2 separate regions of the Mus musculus genome follow, and region 2 is linked to region 1. A link is a contact called in public HiChIP or PLAC-seq data. All regions are on one chromosome and are shown on one strand. Each heading gives the region's core, a stretch centred on a gene start, on an enhancer-like site or on the middle of the called end of the contact. The rest is flanking DNA. Distances are from core to core; before and after follow the strand shown. Region 1 has its middle 24 kb from the start of Bpgm. Region 2 overlaps Cald1 (caldesmon 1).

Region 1 (7,036 bases), core at 1,484-3,983:
TAACAACTAAAGTACGCTGGAAGATTTGAGATGATAAACTTAGGCTGATTCGCTTGGTGATGCTTTCCACATTAAGTCAAGAAGAGTATTGCAGAACTGAAGCAGTGTCGGGGTTGTGTGGCTCGGAATCTGCTCGCACTAACAGCCCCGGGTCGAGACCCAGAAGACTCAGCTTGATGTTGTTCAATAGCCTCCCTAGCAATACACGGCTTCCAGTGTTTTTAACTTTAATTGCATCAGTGTCTTCTAGTGCCACGCCACTGTCTCGGGGTCTTTCCAGAGACAATTCTGAGGTTACCCATGGTATCCCACGTGGATAACGACTGGTTGAGGCCCAGATTTTGTGAATATCCATTTGGGGGGAACTCAGTTCAAAGACTTCAGTGATTTCTCTGTAGCCAATTTCCTTTTAAACTTAACTCTCCTTTTTCTCTCCTCCTTTTCCAGCAAGGGTTAAGAAATGTGTGCTGAATGTCCTTATTCCACACAGATCCTCTGCTGCCTCCTTTGTCTTGGGATCTTGACCTCTGTGGAGTGTGTTACTTAAGTTTCTTTCTACTCTAGCTTGTAGGACAAGAGAATTGTCTGGATAGTCACTCCAACCTACCCTGTCTCACTCTGATTCTGATAGCAGCGTTATCTATTGCTGGTCTTCCTTCCTGGCTCTGCTTACCCAAGCTCTGGCAACTGTTTTCTCCTCTGTTCTTTTCCTCGGAGTTATGGGGTTGGAAAGGAGAAACGGTGACGAACTCTGAAGACCAGATGGCACCAGCCCTTACATTTCAGCATAAATCAGTGTAAACAGAGGAAGAGGAAGGAAAATGCCCTGGGGTTGTGGGATCAAATGAGAAAACTTCAGTTTGGAATGGTCTCAGGTGTTTAGAAAGTCCTGTTAGGGAGGCACAACGCTCAGCATAAGCTCAGATTCAAATCCTCCTCCAGGCAAAGAGTTTATTAAAACAGAGCAAGACTCTGAGGTAAAAACTTTAACCTGTTCAGGGAAAATAAAATATGCTATTTAAGGTCCCTAATGATGGTACAGGGAAGGGAGAATCTTTTGCCACTGGAACTGGGTCCAAAGTTAGCTCCTCTAAACCAAATAGCCTAACTAAACTAAAAAGTTTCTTTTAAAATATATATTAAGCTGTTATAAGGATTACTTCAGCCTGAAGTCCGTATACTTCTGGATATGGTGTGCATCAGGAAGAATAGTGGGGCCGGTTATTCTTCAATGTGACAGTACTCACTACACGAATGTCTGTTGGTCTGTTTTTAGGCTTTGCTCTCTGGAAGGGTCCATTCTGGGAGGTTTGTATGTCAGGAGTTATAGGCTGGGCATGTCACAAGCTTCTGCCTATGTGACATGACAGAAGCTCTTGGTCAACAAAATGGGAAGATGGGAATCTTATGTGATGGGTGCTATGTGAAATCATGTGACGCTCTTGGGCCACCTTGCTGGGGAGCTCCTTTAGTGCAGACATCCGTAGCTGTGCAGCATCTGGTTTGCATTGTGAGTCTCCGGCAGATTTTGATGTAGAGACAGTGACAATGGCCAGGGAGAGGATGAGTCATGTGTTTCTTACTCCTTTATAAGTCTGAGTTTAGCCTGAATCACAAAAAAGGGGGTCTCCAGCTCGTCCCCCATGGTTTTAGCCCCATGGGAACACATGAGTCTACCTCCCCCAAACTTCTTCCAGTGTTTCTACCCACAGCTCCTGTTTACTGGAACTTTTACATCTCCCACAGAGCATGCTTGCATAGAAGCCTAGCTGCTTGGAACAGAAATCTAATTTTGTTTGAATACCGCTAAGGATTCATGCTGAATATTTCTAAATACAAAATATGCGTGATATAACCCCAGTGAAACACGATGAAAAGGGACCATTGAATAAAGTGCAGAACAAGAGCACCCGAGGGAACACCATCTTCTGTGGAAGCTTCACTCCCTGCATTGACTGGATAGGGGCAGTGTGGCTCAGTGTGATTCTCTGGTGATGAATTCTGGGAAGCTTTTGCTAAGCTGACTTCAAATAGGGAGTACCCACCTGTCACGTGTTCAAGGAGCTGGTGATCCAAGGGATGTCATTGCCATTTCTTTCTGCAGGGAAGAGGCTCTTCTTATCACAATGGCAAAGCATTAAACTCCCGACTCAGATGACGTAAGCTGCACTAATTTCTATGCCATTTTGTTTCTTTGTCAAATCTGAATAACCTGTAATCTCAAATAGAAGAAATTCAATCACTGCAGTTTCATGTTTTATAAAAAAAAAAAAAAATCAAGGGTGCTTGCTGTAGATTCTTGCTATAACTTTCCTTGGCTTATATGAAAGGTGTGGAGCTGGATTCTAAGCTAAGGGCTAGTGATTCACAAGTCAGGATGACTCCTTCAATGTTTCAGGTAGAAATAAGCCATGATAGAATTTAGGAAATTCTTTAATAGAAATTCACAGTTCTGTAAGAAAAAAAAAAACAAAAGACACTATAATTAATGCCTTGCTTGCATGAACAAAGCAGCAGATCTTGGGACAAGTCTTGAAGGATAAGCAGGGGCTCCCTAGGGAGGCTGAGGGCACCAAGGCAGACACTAGAATCAAGCAAGCATCCGTGACTAGAAGCATGACAGTGTGGTGTTGGCTGCTGACTCTTCTCATTCCAGATGAGACGAGTCAAGAGCCCAGAGACATCCAGATGTGTGGGAGGTTGCCTTCCTCCAGGACAGAATTAGCCCCGACTTACTGTAAGCTAGGTGTCAGGGCTGCAGAGCCAGACTGGCTGAGTAAGCCATAGGGATACGACTTCCTGGAGAACAAAATATTTATAAATACTTTCATGGAAATTGGACAATGGACTCAAAATAACCGCAGGGTTCCCAGGCTGTCGCTGTGTGTGGCTTCTGGAGGAGTCATGGGGTTCTAGGGGGACCCTACGGGAAATGTCATAAGGTCTCAGGAACTTCAGATGGTGCCAGTCTCTTTTTCTAACCTTAAGAAAACTTCCTAGTGCATTTCCCCAACCACTTTCTTTACACTTTACTCTTGAAGTATGAGTTTCCTCCCTGTCTCAGCTTCTAGGACTACCACAGTAAATTACCACAAACTTATGACTCACAACAACAGAAGTTTATTCTCAGTTGAATAAGACACAATCTGAAATCAAGTAGTCAACAGGGTTGTTTATTTGGGGAGTGCCAGCCTCCTAGCCTCTGGAAGTGACTTGCAAAGTTGGTCCTTGAAGAAACAGCACTCTAATCTCTACCTCTATCCTCAAGTTGCCTTTTGATGGCCGTAAATCTCCTTTCTCTTATAAAGAGTCCAGTCAGTGGGGTTTGGACCTACCCTCAATCTAGGATCATCTAATATCCCAATTGTTAATTTAGTCAATCTGCAATGACCTTATTCCCAAATAAGCTTACATGCAGACCTGTTCTTAATACTTGAAATTTGAGATTGTGATCTTTGGAAAAATACTTCTTACCAGATTCCTATATGTCTTCCTGGAGAAAAATTACATGCTGGAAGCTGTTAGGTAGTAGTGTGCTAAAGTATATACAATGTAGGTTATATTGAATTCACCTTTATTCTAAGTCAGAGATGGAGAAAGAAATACCCATAAGGACTTATCTTACTTTAAACTTAGAACCACTGAGCTCCAATGAGCCCTTGGTGCTTCTTGGTCATCGTTCTCCACGTTCCCTTTGTCCCAGTCTTGGATGGTTGTCTCCTTCTGTCTCCTCCGTCTTCCAGAAGTCCATCCTCTCCATTACCAGATATCATGCATAACACCTCAGAAGGGAATTCTTGAAAACTCTAGCATGTGTCTTTGTTCTGGAGGGGCCCTATATGTCAGGTGCCGATGACCACAGTATTCACCTTTGTGAATAAGCCATCCTATAGTAGATAGGGTTTCTGGCCTGGAAGATGGAGTAGAGGTAGCATAAACTTAGTATGTGGACTTGAACAGGCATTTGGAAAGATCTTTCTTTTTTATGGTAAAAATATCTAATAATAAGCCTTAGACTATATATTAGGCAACTTTGTACCAACTGAATGGTACAAACATTTTAGCAGTATGTTCAATAAAGACCATAATTGGAAAATAGAGCTTCCTGTAAGAAGATAGGTACTGCAATGAAGCAGGATAGTAATGTGCCAAAGTCTATCATGGAGACAATGAATCCAACAAGATGGAATTTACTGATTATGAAAAGTCCTTTACTTGGTCTGTTTTTAAAAAATGGAAAAAACCCACTCAGAATTTCTTTTGGCTTGAAGATTAAAACAAGTTAACAGCAAGCTGTGGCCGCTAACCCAAAGCAGACCAAGCAAAGCAAACAAAACCCCAAAGAAATGTAGCCTGAAAGAGCAGAACTGTCGGTCTGGATATGGAGCTTGTTTATAGAGGGCTTGTCTAGACGCACAAGACCCTGGGTTCAGTCCCCAGGATTGTACAAAGTTAGGGGTGTCTCATGCTAGCTGTTCTGGCACCAGATTAAACTGCTCTGAAAGCTCACTACAAGAAGACTCTATTCCTTTTATAGAGAAATATTCAATAAGAATACTAAAATATCAGTGATCCATGCCTAAAGCTTTAGTGAACAAAGCTGTACTGCTTTCCCAGCTGAAAGCCTGCAATTCTCTGAGATTCTCACAAACAAGAGTGTTTCCTTGTTAACAGGAAAATCATATGTTGTAGCTCCCTTCGGAAAAGCTTCATATAGTAGCGATTCCATTGACCTTGGGACCGTCACCCTAAGAGATGACTTATTGAAAAAGAGCAAGTTTCTTAACAACCATTTGAAACTTAATTTCAGAAGCCACAAAATCATATATATGTGTGTATATATACATAGATAATATGTCTTACTGTAAAGACACATAGCCATCATATGTGAGATATCCACACCCACATTTGCAGTGTGTACCACCCTTTCCCGAAGTGCCTCTCATATGCTTAAATCTATGTTAGAACTCCTCCTTTCCCCCCTTTTGAAGCTGGCTGGCACACACACAGGTAGTGTACCTAAAGATGGCCTTGAACTTCTGATATTACTACCTCTACTCTCTGAGCATTGGGAATGCTGGCACATACCACACACACAGTTCATGCAGCACCCGGGGATCAAATCCAGGACTTCTTGCATGCTTTCTAGGCTGTTCGGAGTGGAGGGAGCCCTGAGTGTGTGAAGTCCTTAGTGAATATGTGCTGTTGACCTGGGCACAGCCACAGGAGGCTCATGGGAAGAAGAAAAGCCGTCCTTTCTGGTCCGGGTGTGAATGCTGACAGTGTGCTCAGAAAATATCCACCACAGCTTTATCCTCCCACCCCTCCCAGATGGTTACATCCTGAATTCTGCTCCCTACAGAGCCTGCTCCTACTGAGATTAGCTAAACCTGTCTCCTTGATCCAGATGTATACTATAACCTCTGCCTTCTTGTCAATCTGAATGTGATATAAACTGCCTCCTGGTTCAGCTGTATAGAATACACACTCTTAACTTCTGGGGTGTTGCTGTGACTCCAGCAGAGAGCCTAGTCCACCTGAGACCCAGATTTTGTGTTGTCTTTCTTCGTTCCCTCGATGCCCCCGATTAGGTCTGTCCCTGGAGCCATGTAAGGCCATGGCACTAGGCAAACAACCTGCCAACCTAACCACATGCCCAGCCCCAATCTATCAGGCAAGTTCAATTCTGTTTTGCACAGACTCACCCTGAAATTCTTTTCTGCAGCAAAGTCAACAGGAAAGGAGGAAAATTATTTGATACAAGAAAAACAGATCTGAGGAGCTGAAAGAAATTTTCACTTAGAAATCTCAACAATGGAGGAGTAGTAAGTGGGAATAGTATCAAAGGAATGACTTTAAAGTTCTGTAGCCTCGTCTGAATAGAAAGCTCTGGAAAGACTCCTTGGGCTGCTGGCAACGCCGTGGTGCTGAGTTTCTCACGCCCACTGACACCCATGGCTGGCAGAAATATAGTCCAAGGATTGAAAGAAGTCTCGAGAAATCGTCTTGCTTTTGGGAAGTAAAGAAGGGAATTCCTCCAAGCTGACCAAAGACTTACAAGGTCAAGGACAAAGTAGCCAGGAAGCAAATGTTTATCAACTCCAAATTTCCTGAGAGAAGTCTGAGGAAGAACAGCTCACAGTGACTTAAGAGCTCCGAGAGGAGGGAGGACTCCTGAAGGGACAGGCCTAGAAGCAAAGGAAGTCCCTTGCCCAGAACAAGGGCTCTATATTCATAGGACATGACCCTTTTAAGATGTTGCATTTTAAAGGTGGGTGGAAAAAAAGACAGCAGATTTCTCCAAATGATTTCAGGGGATCCTCTGTGGTGTGGACTGCATGGACCACAGATTCAGAATTCCTGAATGGAAATCTCGCTTGGAAAAAGTTCTCAGGGACTCTAAACAGTTGGGAAGCTGAGAAGGACACTGCTTCGATGTGTCAGTTTTAAGCAACAAGTAGATAGCAACATCCAAGTGTTTCCCTGGCCTACAAGCACATACAGGCCATTGAAGTACCAGGTGCAGGAAATTGCTCAGTGAAGATGCTCCGGAACAGTCTTTGTAAGCTTGAAAACAGCTGCCTGACTTGAGAAAGCCAAGTATTTGAAACTGTCTAGTTTAAAAGTTAAGCCACTCAGTTCAAGTTGTTCTCTTGACTGCATGCATCCTAACAGTCACCATTTAACTTCAGACACTCAAGGGGGTTACACAGGTCATTGCAGAGAATTATAGCATCGCATCCAGACTCCAACAAGGCTGCTATTTACTACTCCTAAGCAGACTACAGTGAGAGAGGAGAGAAAGCAGCACTTAGAATAGTCAGGTTTAAGATGACTATACAATGACAGATGTGGAAAATACCTTGAGTGAGACCCTAGAATCAGCCCACATGTCAGAAAAATCTACCAAAGCATAGCATTATCCCATTTGACTTAAAATTTGCCAATTTTGGAGTTCACACAGCTATGAAATATGTTAGTAGCTGCTCATTAGATTTATTGGAGAGGACACCTCTGACATTGGGGAGTATAGCAT
Region 2 (7,036 bases), core at 1,394-3,893, 300 kb before region 1:
AACCATCCAGAACATGATATAGAAACAAAATCAAGAAGATCAATAGAGAGTAAGTCATGGCTCTTTGGCCTGTGAGACAGACTTAGACTGTAACGTTAGAAAGTCAAGATCCTCTGCTGATCTCACTGGGGTTTTCATTTGTGGGGGCAGCACTGTTGCTGTTTTTAGAAGCTATCTAGTCCTGGGAACTCCACCTAAGATTAGTTGCTTGCAGTTCCCACTAGGAAGAACACTTACAGGTCATTTTGATGGAAGAGTGGCAATGTAGCTTGGCCAAGTTTCTTCTTAGCTAAAGGGAGCATCTTTGATCAAAGCCTAATAAGGAAGAAGTAAGAGGAAAGCCAGCAGGTGGTCCAGATCTGCCATTTCTGGTGCTTTGGTCAAATTTGAATGGTGTCCCAAGGAGGTAATAAAACCTAACTTTTAGAACCGTGTCTGAAGCCACATAAATCACTAAAATTAGCAGGGGACAGGGATAGTTCTAGTGTACACACTGATTGATATCCATTGGCAGGAAAGATTTAGACCTCCAGAAGTGGGTTTGTGATCATTGCAGATAACAGAAGAAAGGCTATCTGGAGGGAAAGTGGACCTAAGTATTTTTGTGGTTGTTGTGTGGTAAATTCTTCGTGGTAGATAAGACACATTATTTCAAAATGGCTTTTGAGATGGGCAGAGAGTTCAGATTACTATCTCATCCATTCTTAAAACATGAGCAGGAGAGAGTGACCGCCACTGTTCTGAGATAGTCGTAAAGAGCTAGTGCTCAGCAGAAATATTTGGAAGAGGAAAGGTAGACCATGAGAAAACAAGGCTTCTAGGATGTCCATAACTGTCTCTCTTTACCTGACCACTCATTGCTTTCCAGCGACTCTTGACACCCTCTGGACATTTACTCCTAAAAGGCATGTTTTACAAGGTAGAATGGCAGTGTTACGGACTACCTTTTATAGCCCTTTGCCTGATAATCTTCCTTAAATGGTATTAAATCACCATGGATGGACTACTCACCAACACTGCTCCAGTGAGTTAAGACTTTGATTTCCCTACAAGGCGGGATATACATGGGTGTCCATGTATACTAAGGGACATGTGGGCAGTCTACTCATATTCTCAGGCAAAGCTTTCTTAGAAGCATTCTTAATGTAATCATGATGACTTGCGTTTGTCTGAAAGTTATTTTCTCCTTTGGATGCTAAAGAGGGGGAGCTGCAATGCTGCCGCCATGTCCTCTCTGGCAGATTTGTCTTCGACCAAGGAGGCCGTTTGATTCTAGGGCTGTTACCAACCCAGTTTCTCTGGGAATCTCATCAAGATATAGTGAGATGAAGTGATCACTTTCCACATCCCACCATCTTATTGTCCTCTTGGCCCCTGGATGATTATGAGTGAGAGAAGGAGGCTTGGGCCCTGTAGAGCAGTGTAGAGAGTAGAATGCTTGGTGGCTGTCCTTGCCCTTTAGAACATATTGGTAGTCACTGAAAAGGCAGGAGGAGACAGTCTAGTTTCATTTTGGCCTGTCACTGTTGGATAGAGTCCTAGACACCATGGCCTAGAGTTCACACCCTGGTTAATATGTATCTGGGAATACAAATATAGAGGTGAGGGGAGATATTCCCAGGATACCCATGAAACAAATTCTGAGTCAAGTCTTACAGTTTATGGTGGCAACTGCTTAGGTAAATTTCTTTTAACTCACTTCTTTTATTTTGAAGTCAGAAATATTTTCATTTCCCCAAAAGGTATTATCAGATTTACTGGCCAAAAAAAAAAAAAAAAAAAAACAAAACAAAAAAAAAAAAAAGACAAAACAAAACCTTAAAATAGCTTTGTAAAAGCATTAGATGTCTATGAGAAGAAGAGTCTCCCACTCTACTTGTTGGGAAGGGTTTTGGTGGGTGGTCTCCTCATATTCTCAGGGGGAAAACTTTCTTAGAAACATTCTTAATGTAATAATGATGACTAGCGTTGGACTGAAAGTTATTTTCTCCTGAGAAATAAATAAAAGACTCCAGGGGATCCTTAAATTTTAGTTTAAAGAGTAGAGTGGATTAGATTCTATGGCAAATTCATGGCAAGCCCACAGCCTTCTGAGTCGCTGGGAACTAGATCTCTTAGGTATCTTGGAATGTTACCACCAAGAAAGATCTCTGCGGAAAGGTCACTGGGTGGTCACAAGTGTTGAAAGAGCAAGCAGGTCTCTTCATTCACAGATAACATGGCTGTACTTTAAACAGCCTCTAGATTCTTAGATGTTTGGATGAGACTCCGTTTAGCTGGGCTACTTAGTGGTAGAAAGCATGAGCATATGGGGGTGTGGGAACTTAGGAGGCGTGACCTTAAGCTGGAGAGAACTCAGGAGCCCAAGGGAACACATGGACCCGCCTGAGACGGGAGTCTCTGAGTCATGCTACTCTGCACGACAAAGTTCCAGAATAACAGCAAGACTTGGATGTCAGTTGCAGGCCTTCATGAGCTTCAGATCCCCAAATCCTCATCTGGATCCCTGCTCTACCCCACACATGTCCTCCTGGCTCCTTGCTCCTGAAATTTGGCTCATGGACAACTTAGACCTTCAGCAGAGAGCTTAGACTCCAGCTTAAAGCGCCTGAGTCATTCTTTAACCAAATTCCTGGATGCACATGCATGCTATGGTCACACTGTCTGTTCAGGACATGTGGGCCTGGGTGACAGGAATATTAGATTCGAAGTCACAAAAGACCCTGTGACTGACTCTCTCTCTCTCTCTCTCTCTCCCTCTCTCTCTCTCTCTCTCTCTTTGTTAAAAGCCAAGAAAACAAAACCAAATAGAAGAACTGAAAAGAGACAGCTTGTAATGGAAGAGGAGAGACAGAAACTTAACTATGTCTCAGAGTCAGAGATCATCTGCACTCCATGGCTGCCACAGAGCTCAGCTGCGGTGGAGGAATACAGGGGATTTGTTTATTTGTTTGTGTTTTAAAGCACTGGAGGGACTTTGGGAAATGCTTCCCTTAGCAGGGCAGAGGAATGTTTGTGTTCACTTTCGATTGGCCTAGCTGCTTATGTTGTATGGATCCCTAATCCTGCCAGGAAAGGTTTCTGCTTGCTTTTGTGATAAAAGAAAGAAGAAAGGAAAGGAAGGAAGGAAAGGAAAAAAGGAAAGAACAAACAAAAGGAAGAAAGGAAGAAAGAGGAGAGGAGAAGAGAGGAGAGGAAGGAAAGAAAGAAAAAAGGAAGGGAAAGAAGGAAAGAAAGAAAAGAAATGAAGGGAGGGCATAATAGGAAAGGGTTATTCAAAATGTCTGAATCATGCTAAATGATTTTAAATTGCCTATATAACACGCCAGTCCAGCTAGTTGGGAAGGGAGAACTCTATCCATTCAGTCGCAGTTTATCTATATACAATGATAAGATCTTAAAATTGATCTTTTGAAAAGGCTGATTGGAGGTGATTATCTAGCCTGGTATAAAAAAGGAGCCGGAAGTTCTGAGCCCTGGAATGTGCTGTTCGGCAAACTGGGAAAGGGACACTGGGAAAGGGACTGGAAAGCAGCTATTCCCTGGGGTGTCTGACTGATACCATGGACTTTCCCTTATCTGAGAAGAGGCAGAGGGATGACTGAGGATGAGCCTCCTCTGACTCAGATGGAGGCGTGGGATGCTTTGGCCATTAAAAGTGAATCACTCTCTGGCCTAAATGAACTTTCACATCAGCAGAGGGTATTTACTGAAGCCCTCTGCCCACATTTCACCACTGAGTTGCAGATCTCACGCTTTCTTCCCGTGTCTGACACTATTTGAGTTTGGTTCTGAGACAGCTTTGTCGTACAGATGGACCTTTACACAGTCCAGGGTGTTCAGCCGTCTCCTTAGCTGCCTGGTAGAGCTAAATTCAGTTTCCGGGTCATCAGTATTTGCATCTCCTCCCTCCTTCAGATAGCCAGGGCTCACGGTCAAACCACACATTCTACTAAAGTCGAGAGGAACGTAAGTCTTCAAGTAAATATACAGGGTCTTATGTGACTCTTACAAAGCCACCTAAGGGAACCACCCATATGCTACTTAATATGGCCCTCTATTTTCTAAACATGGAATTTTCCTACAGCTCTGGATTTTCTTAATGGATGCTCTAACAGAGACCTGTAGTGGGATTCCATTTGGGCCAGTACCCAATGGCTACCGATTGTTTCATCAGTCTCTTGGGAAACATAATTCAGGCATTTCTATGTCTCCTGGTTCTGTGTCACCACATCCAACGGTTTGAACTTACTGGATGACATGGCAGTTTGTAGTGTCACCCGAGGCTAGCATAGGCAGGCTGGTTAGAACCAGGAGAGGCTTTCTGCCCTGGCACTGTATGCTGGATTGCTATGGCACCTGTGTGTAGAAGCCTCCCTTACTTACCTAAGAGCATCCTGGTACCTGCTCCCCTGTGTGTGTGCCTCATTAATGCAATGATGTGGCCAGGCTTTGCTTTTGAGAATCATACATCATCGTCTTCGGCTCACCAAAATTTCTACTGAGATTTAGGTTGGGGTGGGGGTGTGCTTTTTCATGAAAAAGTTAAAGTGTTAATCAAAGCCAGCTGGAAATATTTCACGGTTGCAATGTAAGCCGCGAAGGGTTCACAGAAGCCAACGTTACACTGTCAGAGCAGGACGTAGGCAAGACTGAGGAGCAGGGCTGTCCGAGCTCTTGACTGTGACAAACACTAAGAAAGACAATTAATTTCTGTGAGAACACTGGACTACAACTGCCTACGTGCCCTCGGATGCTTTCAATTCCGCTTCCTTTTTGTGAACTCTCAAGTACATATGTGTATGGTGTATGAGTGTATATGACTTTGTCTGCACATGTGTGCTTGTGTGTGATATAAGAGTGTGTATGAATATGTGTGTACAAGTGTGTGTGTGTGTGTGTGTGTGTGTGTGTGTGTGTGTGTGTGTGTGTGTGCGTGCAAGGCACAGGTTGATTTTGGGTGTTGTCTATTGCTGTCTACCATAACTTTTGAGACAAGGTCTTACGAGAAGCCAGAGCTCACTGTTTGGCTAGATTGGCCGCCAGTGAGTCCCTGGAATCCCCTACCCATCCTATTGTCTTTGCTTCCCAAAGCTGGGATTACAGACACTCCCCTATACCATGCCCAGCTTTTTATGTGGGTGTTGGGGACCCAAACTCGAGTCCTCCTGCTTGAGTGACCAGCACTTAACTCACTGGGTCATGTCCCCAACCTGATTAATTAGTTTGGAGGCACCTATACAATCTCATCAGTGACTCATGAGCCACAGTCTGGAAACCACAGGGGAGGGGTTGCAATTCCAAGATCAGATCCAGGCCTGCTGCTTTCCGCGTGGCTTTAGGATATGATTATTCTTAAAGACATTTACCTCTTCCTTTCTGAAGGCAGGCTTGTCATCCCGAGGCTTTTGTCTTTGAGCTTGCCCTTTAACTCCTTTCTCTTCTTCCTTTTCCTTTTCAAGAACGGGGAAGGTCACTCACGTAAATAGAAGCCCTGTCTAGCTTGCAAGAGTGAGAGGGTGTTCAGATCACTCCGCGTGGGCTGTGATGTCGCTGTGGCCCATCTCAGTGACACACTCAGACCCCCTGGTGCCAGTGGTACCTGGTGCTAGTGGCTTGTCATCAGGGGTGATATGTCCCAACCCCTCCCTATTTCTTGTCCTCCTGTGCCTCCCACTGTGCTCACTGGAATCTAGCATGACATGGTGTTTCAGGCATTGACATCCTGCTCAGGATTTTCTCAACTACAGCCATGTGCATGAGCCCTGGGTATAGAAGCAGGGGAGGAAAACAACTTCAGTGCGAGGCAGTGCAGAGGGCTCACTCTGGAGAGGTGAGCGTGCAAGCGGTTCTCTTGTCTTTTACAGCTCTTACAGGGTTTGTTTTTCATGCAGCCTTGCAGATAGAGAAAAAAACCCACAAAACGTTTATATTTTATACTTCCTTCTCCAACTGCTATCCCTACCTATTCTTCCTGAGCCACATAGCAAAAGGGAACAAACTGTGAACTCTCAGTTGTCCATCAGTTGTTAATTGGCCCTACCCAAGACCAATGGTTTTCTGCAAGTCTACATTAAACCCAGGTCTACATGATGGCAAGTCAGGCTTTTAAAGGTGTTTTTTTTTTTTTTTTCTTTTTTGTTGTTGTCGGGGTTGGGGGAGCATCCAACAATCTCCTTGATTCCAGTTGACTTCAAAGGATTTATAATTTTGTCTAAGACTAAATGTCTGAACTTAATTCTTTTTCTCAACTCCCCAGCCCCTAATTTTAAAATGAAAAATAAAAACTGCTATCAAACACCGGAGTGAGGTGAGAAGTATAGGCCTCTTGCCTCATGCACACCCAGGGAATGTGACAGACAGAGGGAGTTCAGATGCAGATGTACAAACAAGCTGACAGAAACCCACCACATTCAGCATCTTTGGGCTAATTCATTTTTTTTTTTTTAATAACCACAGCACCCAAGCACCAAGCAATTGATTTCTTTCTGGTTGTCTCATTAATTTGGTCGATTGCATTCTCAGCTGTGGTTCAATTGCTCCATGCTTGGGTAATGCTATGGCCTGAAAAAAAAAAAAAAAAGAATAGTTTGCCAACTGATGAAGCACGTGCACGAGGCCTCAGCCCCCGCTTGGGTGTGCGTTGCATTTCTCATGAGTCACAGGCATCACACAGTAGGTGCACAGTGCTTACTGTACCTGCGTCTTTGGGACAGCTGTCTGAAGTCTGTCGTCTGGGGCCTCCCTTTCATTCACTCCTTTCCTGTCTGCTTTCTCGGCTCCTTTCTCCCCCTTGTCCTTGGCTTCTCGCTTCTCACTCCTTTGCTCCTCCAGCTGCTGTTTCTGTCTTTGCTCTTCTATCCTTGCCTTCTCCTCCTCCTCTGCCTTGGCCTTTTTCTGTGCCTCAGCCACTCTTCTCTGCTCCTCCTGGATCCTCGCCTGCTCTGCACGCTCCTCTGCCTCCCTCCTCTCTCTCTCCTCGGCCTCCCTTCTCTCCCTCTCCTCGGCCTCCCTCCTCTCCCTCTCCTCGGCAGCG

The links. HiChIP or PLAC-seq counts read pairs in DNA pulled down with a chosen protein or histone mark.
Region 2: an H3K27ac HiChIP or PLAC-seq map of a colorectal cancer cell line shows a contact between it and region 1, with 6 times the contacts expected there. The contact joins two enhancer-like sites. A contact is called at or near these places in 1 of 15 datasets of contacts at CTCF or cohesin (the NIH/3T3 cell line), 12 of 484 Hi-C or Micro-C datasets (the Ba/F3 cell line, the G1E-ER4 cell line, the HPC-7 cell line and 6 more), 4 of 115 datasets of contacts at active chromatin or transcription factors (a colorectal cancer cell line, embryonic stem cells and extraembryonic endoderm stem cells) and 2 of 9 other capture datasets (adipose tissue and pancreatic islet).

The regions. Positions count from the first base shown.
Region 1 is chr6:34,449,203-34,456,238 of GRCm38.p6, reverse strand. No RefSeq gene overlaps it. Among named protein-coding and RNA genes, the nearest start is that of Bpgm, 24 kb to the left of the region's middle. Within about 2 kb of position 2,733, at least 32 of the 459 cell types and tissues checked have an H3K27ac peak or open chromatin away from gene starts, as enhancers often do. A contact at or near this core is called in the NIH/3T3 cell line and a colorectal cancer cell line, where this site is marked.
Region 2 is chr6:34,746,303-34,753,338 of GRCm38.p6, reverse strand. All of the region lies in intron 5 of Cald1 (caldesmon 1), which reads right to left. Among named protein-coding and RNA genes, the nearest start is that of Gm38787, 17 kb to the right of the region's middle. Within about 2 kb of position 2,643, at least 70 of the 459 cell types and tissues checked have an H3K27ac peak or open chromatin away from gene starts, as enhancers often do. A contact at or near this core is called in the NIH/3T3 cell line and a colorectal cancer cell line, where this site is marked.